3 separate regions of the Gossypium hirsutum genome follow, and all the other regions are linked to region 2. The links are chromatin contacts, called in public Hi-C maps. All regions are on one chromosome and are shown on one strand. The core of a region is the stretch at or near the end of the contact, and the rest is flanking DNA. Distances in the headings are between cores, read along the strand shown.

Region 1 (4,536 bases), core at 1,146-3,645, 90 kb after region 2:
GTTGGAAATCAACTAATTTTCTAGACTTAAAAATTGAACCTAAGCTCAATCTCATCTGAACTCAATCTGTGCATGTATCAATATTAATACATTTTATATTTACCTAAGCTCAATCGAACTTGAAATATGAGCTTAAATTTTGTACAAGCAAAATATTATCTTATTATAAAATAAATTTCGATTATCAAAATAAAATTCTTGTTAATATTTTGTAACAAATATAATTTACATTATGTTTGTTTTACTGAAAACAAATTCTAATATATGATTTCAGGAAAGTTGGTCAAACAATGAATAAATATTTATGCGGGATATTTAAACATAAAAAAATTACTTTTCTCCTGAAAATCAATCCATCTTCTATAAATCATTTTTTTGAAAGTTATTTTTAGTGAAATAACATAATTCTAATAATCAAAATTGCCCGGTATTTGAATATTGCTTATGTTATGCCAACTTTTTTTTAACATAGGTGAAAGAAAAAATAAAAGAATTTTTTTAAAATAATAATAATAGGTTTTTAAAGAAATTAGTTTTTTAAGAATGATTTAAATTATTTTATTTATGTTATATGAAAATTTTAAAAATTTTAAATTGCGTTTAAGGCATTTGTTAAATTTTTTTATAAAAATTATTTTTTAGTTTTCTAATTGAATCGATATTAAATTAATTTGTAACGTCATATTTTTTTTTATGAGATGTCTGTTTTTTAGGTTCAGGCCTAGCTCTGTTCGAGAAATGGGCTTAAAATTCTGACCAAATTTGGTCTAATTTAAAAATGCTAACCCAAGCCCGACCTAATCCGCCCGTATTTTTTTTAAGATTAGTTTTAATATAATAACAAATTTAAAAAATATAATATATCAAATACACTAAAAACTTTAGAATAAATGTTTCCCAACAGATTGAGAATACATTAAAAAAAGTCTTTATACTTAAATAACACTAAGATAGCTACAACTTAATAAGCAACTGCCTCTAAAATAGTAGCAAAATTAATAATAAAATAATAATTATATAATATCCAAACAATAACAACAAAATAGTAGCGAAATTGTAACAAAACAACAACAAAATGACAGTAAAACAATAACAAAACAACTAATTCGATCCAAGAGAAGCCAAAAAATCCTACCCGAGGTTATACCCGTTTAGAAAATGGGTTTTGTTTTTTGTCCAAGCCCCTTTTTAGGCCTATATTTTTATTCAACCCCTCCCACTTTTCAGGCAGACTTTTGGACCTCGACGGTAACTTGACCCATGATCAGGTCTAATAGTCGGGTGGCTAACCTAGTTTGACCCAGGTCAACCTTAAACAATAATATATTTTTTATCCTAGGATTTGGTTAGTAGAGAATCAAAGTCGATGTACTAATGAATCACGAAATACTATGGTTCTAAAATATGGCTTTAAAAATTTATTCAGAAGTAATTCACGAGATCATGCACTCTTTTCTTTCCTAGTTATAATAAAAAAAAAGTATAACTTAATGAATTCAGCCTATTCTTGAAATAAACAATTTGCACACATCCCCTTTCTAGAAAAGATCAATACACTAAGAACTATACTTAGATTTATTGGATTTATTGGATTTGTTGTTAAAATATTGATATTAGCTCTGAAGCTCCTGGCGGAAATAAAAGAACCAATTACATTTTTCATATGATCTCTTATTTTATTTTAGGTAGACTAAAAAAAAGAACTTAATTTTTTTTGTATTATATCGCTTTGACTCCTTTTTTTTTTAATTAGATAGACTATACAAATTAATATTGACATATGTTGGATGCTTAGTGGGTGAAAATAATATATATATATGAATTAAATGGAATTTAGTTGAATAAATTTTAATATTTTAGAATAAATTCTTACTATATAAATTATAATAATACAATCTACTTTGTGAAAAAAGTAATTTTTTAATTATTTCACAATTAAATTAATATCCAAATCATTTGTAACAAAAATTCAGTTGGGGTCTTGATATACTATCAATGGGATTTTTTTTAAACTCCATGAAAATGAAACATGCATCATTCTTTAACTCTTGATTATGGACTTAAGAATCCCACAAAAAAATATATTATAATCAACCTGAAATTAATAGAACAATTTTATAATAATAACAATATGCTTAAATTTTAGATTTTAAAAAATAAACTAAATCCCTATAAATAAAAATATAAAATTTAAATTACCGAAAATACAAAAACTTATATACCATAAAATTAACCGAACCAATGAAGGTTTCAAAACCATGTACAGTTTTAACAGTTGCGTTGATTAAGCCGGCGGCTGTCCCAAAGTCAAAATCTTGGTGATGCCCAATCCCTCATTATGCCACGTTTATGTTTCTGATACGCTTGTAATCTGGTCGCGTGCTTGGAGCTAGGGGACCCACTTGCTGCCCAATGCATCACCACTCGACGCGTGTCCACGTTGTCGTTGTCACGCGAGTGGCGGAGACAGATGGAACGTAATTTGTGGTCCCCCAACCCCTCTCTTCCATTTCCGCGAAGTTTTAGCTTTTTCTCGTCAAATTCCTGTTTAAGTCTCTCTACTATGCTCAACGTTTTAACTTACTCCTTATACTTTAATTTGACATGATTTATTTCCTTTATTATTATATCATTAGTTAGGTGAAAATGCTGACATTGCATTATAATTTAAAATACTATTTCATGTCATCATATATATATGAATTTCTTTTTTTAATTGGAAAATGTATTTTTTTTAAAATTATATCAATATAATAACGCCATTTAATTATATAAATTACAGTATAAAAAATAAATTTAAAATCTAATTGTAATAGAGAAACAAAAATCAAATTTTGACTTCTTTCTTCTCAATATCTCAAGGGCAAAGTCATCGCCAAACATCGGTAACAATTCCATAAAGGATTTTTAAGTATCAAGAGCAAACAGTAAAGGGAGCAAGGCATCATGTTTTTTTTTTCTTTTAACATTCACTTTTTTTGGAAGGTATTAATTAAGTCTCTCAAAAAATTTTAAAAAAATTGTTTTTATTTTTATTTAAAAAGTCTCATTAACCTGTTCAAAATTATTGCACATACTCATCATACATCTTCAAACTTTTTAAAATTTTTACTAAATCCTCAAATTTTTTTTTAAAAAAAAATTCACAAATAGAACAATCGTAAATGTGTTTTGAATAAATTTAAAAATCTAAAATGTAATCAAACGGAACACTTATCACAATTCTAACAATGCTGGTAAAAAATGAACTGCTGTCTGACAATGTATCCGAGAATAATTGGTCTGATAAAACCGAACAAAAAGGAAAATTCCACTACAAGACATGGAAACATTTGCAACATTCCACTTCATTAGGAATTAAATTATCTTCGTTAAAAGTGGTCAGTTTTTTCATTTACTATTATTTTTATAATAACTGAAAAAAAACGCATTATGGAGTGACGTGGAAAGCAGGCTCCCACATTCAAGGATACACAGCTGGAGCTGGTTACTACACAAATTACTAGAACAATCCAACTAGCTGTCGTGGTTCATACAGATTCCATGATGTACTTTTGTTGTCGTAAGCATTTTTGCATGCGCCCTCACTAATAAAAAAAGCGGTTTTTAAAAAATTATTTTTTAGTTTTTTTAATTTAAATAAATATATCAATTTTAGAGAGAAAAATAAAAACATTTATTATAGAAAGTGTTTTCTGTTTCTAAAAAATTATTTTTTTATTCGGTGTTGAAAATTTGGAGAGAGATTTAATTGTATTTATGTTTGAGGTAGACATTGTGATAGTTTTAAGATATATTTGAGTTCACAATGATATAATAATGCTCGGAGACACACACATTTCATCTAACGTGTAGGAATGGAACCATAACCTTAGAATTCCACCACATTGTAACTCAAGCTCCCAGATCACAGTGGTTATAAGCCCAGAGATCCACAAATTTCATTTGTCATGTGACAAACCATGTTACTGATAGTATGTGCTTAAAAACACCTTCAAGCATAAGTCAAATCACATACCAATTCTTAGACTCCAAACCATGCATTAACCAACATTCAAACCTATTCAAAATATGTCAAAACATGTCAAAATAAACCAACTCACAAACAACCTATGTGCCTAACTAATATGCCATTGGCACCACAATTGAATCATAAACAACAATCATTTAAACCAAAACATAATCAACATGTTAATCTCATTCCATCATCAACTAAGTCCCAAATACCATATGCCAAAATTATCCATTTAAACGAAACTTTCAAATGCAAACATATTTCATCCTAAGTTCATAAATTACCAAAACCAAAATGATAATTTCAACAATAATTCATCAACAAAGGCATCAAGTAATAAGCTACCATTTCAATATACCAAAACCCAAATACAAAATTACATCCCAAATGACACAAGTCATCACCAAGTTACCTAACCATTCAAAATGCATTTAAAACCAAAAAGATACCATTGCCACCACACATTACAGCCAACCAAAAATATCGATTGGAATTTACATTTATATACACATCTCATACTT
Region 2 (4,831 bases), core at 816-3,315:
TTCTATTGAATGATTAGTGATATTATTTTGATGTCATTTTTATCTTTTCATATTTTTATATAATTTTTAAATAAAAAAACTAAAACTTACATATATATAAGGATCAAACACAAATTCAATAGATTTATAAACAAGTTCTTTACCACTACAATAATAATTATTGATTATTTAAAAAAACAAATTTTTACATAAAATGTTTTCTCTCACAAACACACCTATGTTCTAAATATGTTGTTTCCACAAATATATGCATGTGATTGAATTTCTAGTATAGATAATATTGTTGATTGAGTTGGTGTCATAAGTCAACTCGATATTTAATTTTTCATAATTAGATTTTTAATATTGAAATTTTCTTTCACCAACATGATGACATGCTATAGACAAATGACAAGATCATGATAAATGATTGAGTTCATTTACTATTCTTAACATGATGTATTCACCTATTTAATTTCTTTTTACTCATAATTTAAATTAATTGTTCCTTTTTTTTTTAAAACACTATTAGTTTCAGAACATACATTTTATTATTTGTTATATGTTATTTTTAAACACATACTTATATTATAAATATGTGGTTTCTCAATGCATACGTGTATAATAGATATACTAGTTTATGTTATAAGTTAACTAAGCCTCAACTCAATTAAGAAATTATTAAAATACTATTTATATAAGTTATATTGTTATAAGGGTGTTTTTGTCTTTCTACTAAGCAATAAAACTCAATCATAATAAGATTTGATCTGACACACATAATAAATTTTAAACATTTAATTGTAACATTTCAAAGCTTTTACTTGTAGCTCCCACCAAAGCCTTACACTTCAAATCTATCGATATTGTATTGAAACTAGAAAAAAAAAGAAAAAAACAATTGAAACTAATTAAAATTAATTATTATGAAAGTTTGATAAAATATATGGACTATTTATGATATTTGCCCATTTTTAATTCTAAACGATATTATTCTACCATTTTACTAATTAATCTACAACCTCAATTATTTTGCTAATTAATCTTTTTTATTTCATATATATATATATAAACTCAGTTGTCTTGTGTATTTTTATTAAATTTTATTTTTCTAACATAAGTTTTTTTTCCTTTTGCAAAGTTTAAACATAATGAAAGAACACAAAGAGGTTTTCTAATTATGTTGTTGTTTGTGGAGTTTAATATCTTAATTAAAAATTTAAATGGTATTCAATAAAAAAATAAATATTTAATATCTTAATTAAAATTTTAAATGGTATTCAGTAAAAAATAAATATTTTTCTAATAATTTTGTTATATACTATTTTTATTGCAGTCTATTTTTGACATGAATTTAACTTACTATTAAATTTAATTCAATTTAATTTTATTATAAAGAGCCAATAATCCCAAGCAATTTAATCTAAATCTAAAAATTGATCAATCCTAAAAAAAACAATTTGAACTCAAAATACTTAAAACTCGAAATAATTTAAATAAAAAATAACGAAATCACAATGACCTAAACAAATAATTTGAAATAACTTAATCCCAAAGCAGTCAAACATTAGGGTGTGTCTAATATTACTTTTAAAAAATATTTTTGAGGCAAAAGTATTTCTAAAAAAATTATTTTTTTAAAGAAAAAATGCTTCTCCTAAACAAAAAAAATTAGCCTAAAAATACTTTTTTGAGAAGTTAAAAATTTTAACTTCTCTTTTTGAAAAATATTTTAAAACTAAGCCTTAAAAAAACTTAACTAAAAAAGCTCAAGCTTCAAATTCGAAGGACCAAACCTAAAACAGCTATAAATCATTCGTTAACCAAATCCAAAATTAATAAAAAAAAAATTTAAAACCTAAATTTATTAGATCCAAAAACATCTCAACCTACTCAATTAGATAAAATTCTCACTATTATTTTATAGATTGTTTTTATTTCTGAAAGAAATTTATTGTTTTTTAAATGTGTATATTTTTAGGAAGTATTTTATTGCTTATCGAAATTACTAAAACACCATTACCATAAAGCGTGTGGGTCCATGCAAGTGATTGACAATGGATAAGCGTGACGACTTCCTAATGGTTGATATTGACTGCCACGTCATTTCTGCGTTAAGGATGCTCCACGATACCTAGGCCGGGTTGCACTTGATTCTTTACGTTTCGACACGTGTTCGTTAATAAACCATTCACTAACTGTTCGGACAGTTTGATGTTTGTCCCGAAAGTTTCACTCCTCCAAAAGTTTTTTCTTAGGTTAATATGTTTTCTGGTACCTGTTTTTGGTTATAATGTTCAATTTGGTACGCGAGTTTTTTTTCAATTTGGCACCCGAGTTTTTTTTTCCAATTTGACACCTAAGTTTGGCTTAATGTTCAAATTGTTACTTGAGTTTTTCTTTGTCCCAATTAACCACCTGAATTTAGCTTCAATATTCAATTTTGATATCTGAGTTTTTTTTTTGTTGTCCTAATTAAGTGCTTATGATCTTTTTACTAGAGCATACTATCAAATGTTAATTGGCTACATAATGATATTTGGTCTAGATACTAAATTGAGTATTGAAGCTAAACTGAGGTACCAAATAATATATTGAACTTTTTTTTGGTCTTATACTTTTTCGTAATTATATTGGATCCCAATTAAATTTGTAATTCAAATGCTAAAAGTGAGGCAAACCCTTTTAAATGTAAAATTCACAAGTTTCAAACTTGATATTTTACTTGAGAGGCATCAAACCCCTTATCACTCGGTCCAACAAGTATTGTTCAGAGTCATGTATAAATCATGTGCAATGCTTTCTTTTCAATGATAAAATAAGAAATAAAAAAAAAATTGCCAATGAGATTTTGACGTTGTTAATAAAAGTTGAGATTTTGACGTTGTTAATAAAAGTTGAGATTTTGAGTGATTAGATTAAGTTTTACACTGTGTAAATTATGTATGAGCTTTTTATATACAGCTTGAATCCTACCGTATATAAGTCATGTCCAAAGTTATTTTGATCCAATGTAAATTATAGTTATGTTGGTGTTATACTTTGTAGTATTTAATTCTACCTATAGGTTATTTAGATGTATAAACTTTGTAGTTCATACCCTTATACAATTTGATATAATCAGCCTAGGAATTATAATTAACTAAACTTGATGTTATAAATTTTAAAACTATACATTAACTTTAATTATATGTATAATGATACATAAGTTTAGATTTTTGTGCGAATATATAAATGTAAATTTAATTTTAATATTTTTGTTGAGTTTTCTAAAGGCACTGACAACCAATGTGCAATGTTTTAAATTTATATATTGTATATATAAATAATTATATTTAAAAAAATTAGATTTATATATATTATGAATGTGTATAATTAAATCACAATAAAACTTTCATAAATATAATTGAATAAAAAAAGAGATTTATGCATATAATTAATTTAAATTAATATTCATATATAAACATTGCACGTTAAAGTAAAGTTCATATATAATTTTAATATTTATTTCTATAATATATAAAAAGTTAAAGTATAAGGAAGAAGGGTTCTCAAGATTGAGTTAAAATTATTTATAATTCCCATAGTACCATCACAAATAATACACGTCCAAATAAGTATAATTAGAATCATTTTAATACAAAACACAATCAAACTAAAAATTAAAATAAACCTAGATAGAGCCCATATATAATGGAATTGAAACCCAAAATAAATCTAAAAAGATTAAGAATGATATTTACGTATGACAAGATTCAAAACTAAACGCTTAAAAGTCCTAAACTAGACTTGATCATGGGTCGGGTCATCTGGCTCAGCCCGAAGGCTCACCCGAAATGTAGGAGGGTTTGGGCAAAAATATAGGCCTAAAAAATGGGCTTGGAAAAAAATAAGGCCCGTTTGAAAAACGGGTCAGGCCTCGAGTAAGGCATTTTTGGCTCGGGCTCGGCCTGAATTCACTAAAGGACAAAAAAATCTGCTTTTTTTTTTAATGTTATTTTCTTGTTGTTTTCTCCCTATTTTGCTACCATTCTACTATTATGTTTATACTATTTTGTTGTTATTGTTTGGATATTGAATAAAACTTATTTTGTTGTTAATTTTGTTATTATTTTAAAGACATTTGTTAATTTTGTTATTATTTTAGAGGCATTTGCTTGTTAAGTTTCATTTATCTTAGTGTTAGTTAAGTCTACATATTTTATAAAATTTATTTTTAATTTATTGGGAAATATTTATTTTGATGTATTATATATATTTAAAAATTATATAAAAATAATATAAAAATTAACACGGGCGGGCCAGGTTGGGCCTAAGTTTTAGCATTTTTATCCGAGTCAGGCTAGGGCAAAATTTTAGGCCCATTTTTTGGGTTGGGTCGAGCCTGGGACTAGTAAATGGGCCTAAATTTTTAGTTGAGCTCGGCCCAGCCCGACCCGACCCATGAAAACCTTTATCCTAAACCCTTAACATTTATCAACATTATCTAGATATCATTCACTATGGTAACACGTATTTATAATGTCATTTTTTTCTTTTACTTTTAAAGATAGAGAATTAAAGCACCAAAAAAAGTCACAAATAATATATATGTCGACAATATTCGTAACATCTAAAAGAAAAGCAGGTGATGAATTGTGGCAAAGGCATAACGTTGGAAGCAAAACACATGAGGGGATTTTTTTTTATCATAAATAGAATAACTGAAATTAGTTAGCAAAAGTGTCATGATACATCACTTCCCCCATAGCCTCGACATGCATAATAGGATTAAATATTTTGGAGGTTGTTGACAAACAACAAAATAAAAAGTAGAATAAGAGGAATTCAATTGAGGAGGATTTGAAAATTT
Region 3 (4,986 bases), core at 1,576-4,075, 110 kb after region 2:
ATAAATTAGCCATTTGAAAAAAATTATCCATTAGATTTTTTTATCATTGGGAAAAGTTACCGTTGGACGAAAACACATCCAATCGATCTATTTCCCTAAATTTGGGAAAAACGACCTACTTTGCTAAATGTTAAATCAGTAGTTTCTGTTATTTTCTGTTTTTCACTCCCTTTATATTTTCCCTTTTTTCAGTTTTAACAATAATGGTAAAAGTTGAAATCTCAAGACTTTGAGCATTCATATTTGAGTTTTATCATATGTAAATATTGTGTAAGAATTTTCTTTTAATTTATTTTGAGTTTAAGTCTCACCATGCGTGAATCCTTTTTATATTAATTTTGATCTATATTCGGATATATTTCGATTTTCATAGTTTATTGTACTTTGTGTTGAGTTTATTTTAGTTCTAATTGATCAAATATGTATTGTTTGTGGTTTGTATTGTACTTATGACTGTAGTTGTACTTGTAAACATTTCCAAGAAAAAAGTTCAAGAGATCAATTAAATATTAAGATAATTCATATATACACGGGCGGTAGAGTTTTTTTAACTCCACAAGTGAGATTAAGACGCAGACAAATGTCCTTAATTGATATTTAGAATAAGGAAATTCATTTGGTACACTACCAGTGCAACTTTTAGACTTCATAAGCGGGGTGAGCGAGTTGACAAGTGTCTTATAGTGGTATATTAAAATATTAAATATATATATTAAGAAAAAAGCTACATAACAATTTTTTAAGGTTGATTATGGAAAAAAAAGTATACTGTGGTGGAGTTTTTACACTCCAAGAAGTGTCAAGATGCTAGGAAATGTCTTACAATAGTATGGTATAATTTTTAAAAATAACTATTTTAAAAAAAAGAAACACATGTCAATTTTTTAGAGCTACTTGTGGAATAAAAAAATACATTGCTGGTGTATCAAATACTAATCCACATATAAATGGCACATGAGAGTTTTTTAATCTCGTTTCTAAAACTAAAAAAACTCCACAACCTATGTATCAAACAATATATTTTAAAAACTATTCCAAATTTAATTTTTAGTTCCTCTACAATGCTAAAATTTAGAATTTTTGTATTTCTACTTTTATTCAATATAACTTGTATTTAATTATATTTATAATATTTAGGTAGTTCATATTGTTAACATTATCAATATTTTGTTGTACTGCTTATGTATAATGCTTAAAGGTATTTTTTAACGGTTAAAAATATGTTATTAGTCCTTGTAGTTCTACAAAATTTGTGATTTTTCCCCTATACTTTTATAGTTAAAATTCAATCCTCCTACTTGTACAATTTGAGAATCCTAGTTCAATTATTATTATTGTTGATAGTTTCTGTCAAAATTTGTTAATATGTTTATTTTTCGTCAATCATATATCACAACTTATTAGGGCAACGTAACTACTATGTCAAATTGACAAATTTTAACAAAGAATACTAACAAAATTAATGTTGGACTAACATATTTAAATTAGAAGAGTCAAACTTAATAACTTTTTAAATATAGGAATTAAATTTCAAATTTTATCAAAATATAGGAACTAATAACATATCTAAACGTATTTAAAAAAATTAAAGTGAATAAACACAATCCAATAAAATTTACATAATAACAAAATGATTAAGGGTCTAATAATTTAAACAAGTATTGTCAATTTGAATTACATTTTAAAAGTAGGAGGATCAAAACATCTAATTTGAATTATAGAAATTAAATTTTAAAATTTAAAATTTAATAAAAATATCAAAATCATGGTTTAATCTACCAGTTGAGCCTATGGTATAGTGACAAATGATTTGTTTTGAAATCAAACCTTAATTATCACCAAATCATAGACACCCCTTCCCCTTCAATTATTAAAAAAAAAACATTCAAAGTTACCTAAATGCTATAACTACTATGACATTTTTCTATGTGTTGGAGATTATAAAACATTTCCTAATAAAAGAAGAAATATTGGCTTTCCAATTATTGATCTCCAACCAATCTTTTATAAAAGGATAAAGTAACAAAATTTGATAACCTTTTTTTCTATATTCATCTTTAAATTTGGATTTTGCAAACTATAAAATTGAATGGCTTCATCACTAAATTTTTAAGTTGGTATTTTTTAGATTTTATATATTTTATTTAAAATTTCAATTGATGACATAGGACAATCTCAGAGTATCATATCGTCGTACTCTTAACTAAATTCAAGTTCATGGAACAAATTGAGAAAAGTTGTCTTCATGAAACAAATTGAGAAAAGTTGTCTAACTTTGAGACTAATGTAGTGCAAAATAAATTTTAAAACTAAGATGAAAAAAGATTACAAAATTTAGAGACTAAACATTACTTTATCCATTTTTTATAGTTATTTTGAATTATCCGTACATATATCCACTAACTTTAGAGACTAATTGTTGAACTTTTGGTTCAAAGTATTGTATATTGTGAATTTAATTTTTGTATTTTAATTTGATAAAATTTAGTTTTTTGTAGGTTTTGAATTTATCAATTTTAGTCTTTATGTTTTTCGAAATTTAAAATTTTAATCTTAGTCCAAACGATAATAGTTAAATTTTAATGGTTAATTTCTGCCTTAGTTTTGTGCAATGCGTAAGGTCGTAGATTTAATCTATGTTTTTTAATTGAATTGATTTTAATCATCATATTTTTCAAACTTTAAAATTTTCATTTTGACCCTTAAATTTATTAACTCATATATCTATCAGTAATATATGCAGAAAATAGAAAAATTTAATAAATTTAATTTGAAAATTACAAAGGTATGAAATTAAAGTAGAAGCTACACATATAACAAAATCTAACCTCAATATTACAACAACAGCAAAGAGTTTAATATTTAAATTAATGGGAACCCAACCTTAAAATTGTCACAAATCAACACAGGGACACTTTAGTTTTGGCCTTTAATGCATACAAAAAGTCTTGGTCCCTCTCACCTCCTTCCACCATTTTTCATAATATGAAATAAATAATAATAAATAAATAAATAAATAAAATAAGGAAAAAATGAAAAGAGTGGCCTTTCAGCTTTCACACCATTTTCATTATATAAGCAAGATTTCTTGACCTGAAAACAGCTTCTCCTTCCAAACTATACTTTTCCCATTCTCTCAAAACTCTCCCATCAAACACGTTTCTTACAGTAACTCAGTACTTGTAATAATTTCTTACCTTTTTCACTTATGCTTCAATAATACAAATTTCTCTATAAATACAACCATGAATTCATAATCATCCAGGCGCAGTCGATTTGGCTACATTCATGTCGTTTCACCACAACCACCTTTCCTCCCAAGACCTACCTCTCCATCCTCACTTCGCCGACCACCACCACCACCAACGACAACCGGCGCAATTTACGGAAACCGGCGGTCCCAATTGGTTAAACGCCGCCCTCCTCCGTTCGGAGCAGACTCAGCCACCACCGCAGCCTCACGGTGATCATTTTTCTGATCACCCGAGCTTCCTCAACCTTCATATTGCAGAAACTGTTTCAGACTCCAACGCCGCGGGTCACCAAGCTCCGAACCGGTGGCTATCGTGCTCGTCGTCTTCGCTTCTTCAACGCAACCACAGCGATGTCATCGAAGACGTGGCGGCCACCGCAGCAGCAGCAGCAGCAGGAGGTGGTGGGGACTCCATGGTCGCCGTGGAATCTGGGGAATTGAAGAACAGCAACAGCGAGACCATGAACAAGAGCGAAGGCGTCGTGGTGCAAAGCGGAGGAGATGCGGCGGTGAATTGGCAAAATGCGAGGTGCAAGGCGGAGATATTAGCCCACCCTTTGTATGAGCAGCTACTGTCGGCCCACGTGTCGTGTCTTAGGATCGCCACGCCGGTGGACCAGCTCCCGAGGATCGACTCTCAGCTGGCTCAGTTGCAGCACGCGGTGGCCAAGTACTCCGCTCTTGGCGGCGCAGCCCAGGGCTTGGTTGCGGACGACAAAGAACTCGATCAGTTCATGGTAAGCTACTACTACACAAATTGCTAATTTATTCCCAGTGGCAAATGAAAAAAGAATTTAATTGCCTTTCTGGGTTTTAAAAGTTATGATTTTTTTATTGCTCTTTTGGAAAACATTTGTTATTAATCACCCACTAGAATCAGGTTTTTTTTTTTTTAAATTGATGAGAATTTTTAAGAGAAGATTTATTTTATCCTCTAATTTTATAAAATAAATTATTTTAGTTTTTTTTCTCTCTTCTAATTCTTGAAATTACATTGCAATTAATTAATTTTTTAAATTTTAAAAATATATTTTATCATTATATTAAATTTTTAAAATTTTATATGGAATTAAATGGCGATATTTTAGACTTTTAATTTTTCTATTTATTTATTTTAGAATGATTTGATAAGTAATATAAATTTAAAATTTAAAATAAATAAAAGAATAAAATAAATTTATTATAAAATTATAAAATTAAATAAATCATTATACCTTTTTAAAATTTTAAAAGTAAATTAAGTTGCTTTTCACAACTTTCGGGGCCAGCCCCTGAATGGAACATTTTTTTAATTAATTGTTTTCTAATGTTGTCTTGAATTTTGTTGCTAAACTTGAGGATATTGGCGTTTTCATCACTCAATTTTGAGGATTAAAGTGAAGCGGCGTTTCCATTTATATTAGTTTTTGGGTTAATTTCTCCAAACATCTAAAACTATAATTCAAATTTTAAATTAATTTCTAAATTTTAAAATGTTTTAATTGAATCCCTTAACTGTAAATGTCTTACCAATAAAATTTTTTTATCAATCTAACCATTAGTTTGGACGTCTAATGCTACCTCAAATATAATTTAGAATATAATCAGAACATATGGATTAAATTATAATTATGTATATAGGTTTAGGGCGGAACACAAGAGCAGCCAAAAGGGGGCCCACAATTTGAGATTGTCATTCAACCCTTCAAATATTTTAAAAACTTTACTTAGACTTGTAAATTTTTTTAATTTTT

What was found. Hi-C and Micro-C count contacts between places; a contact is called where the count stands out from the background.
Region 1: a Hi-C map of leaf shows a contact between it and region 2, with 2.8 times the contacts expected there. The contact joins two enhancer-like sites. A contact is called at or near these places in 8 of 34 Hi-C or Micro-C datasets (cotyledon, fibers, leaf and 2 more).
Region 3: a contact with region 2 is called in a Hi-C map of leaf, with 5 times the contacts expected there. The contact joins the promoter of LOC107962913 here to the enhancer-like site in region 2. A contact is called at or near these places in 20 of 34 Hi-C or Micro-C datasets (anther, callus, fibers and 4 more).

The regions. Positions count from the first base shown.
Region 1 is chrA06:39,039,345-39,043,880 of Gossypium_hirsutum_v2.1, reverse strand. No RefSeq gene overlaps it. Among protein-coding and RNA genes, the nearest start is that of LOC121230632, 14 kb to the left of the region's middle. Within about 2 kb of position 2,395, at least 3 of the 9 cell types and tissues checked have an H3K27ac peak or open chromatin away from gene starts, as enhancers often do. A contact at or near this core is called in leaf, where this site is marked.
Region 2 is chrA06:39,128,880-39,133,710 of Gossypium_hirsutum_v2.1, reverse strand. No RefSeq gene overlaps it. Among protein-coding and RNA genes, the nearest start is that of LOC107962914, 16 kb to the left of the region's middle. Within about 2 kb of position 2,065, at least 4 of the 9 cell types and tissues checked have an H3K27ac peak or open chromatin away from gene starts, as enhancers often do. A contact at or near this core is called in fibers, hypocotyl and leaf, where this site is marked.
Region 3 is chrA06:39,022,220-39,027,205 of Gossypium_hirsutum_v2.1, reverse strand. It overlaps LOC107962913 (homeobox protein knotted-1-like 3), which reads left to right and starts at 2,825. Exons shown (of 5, transcript XM_016899478.2): 1 at 2,825-3,990. The coding sequence starts at 3,289.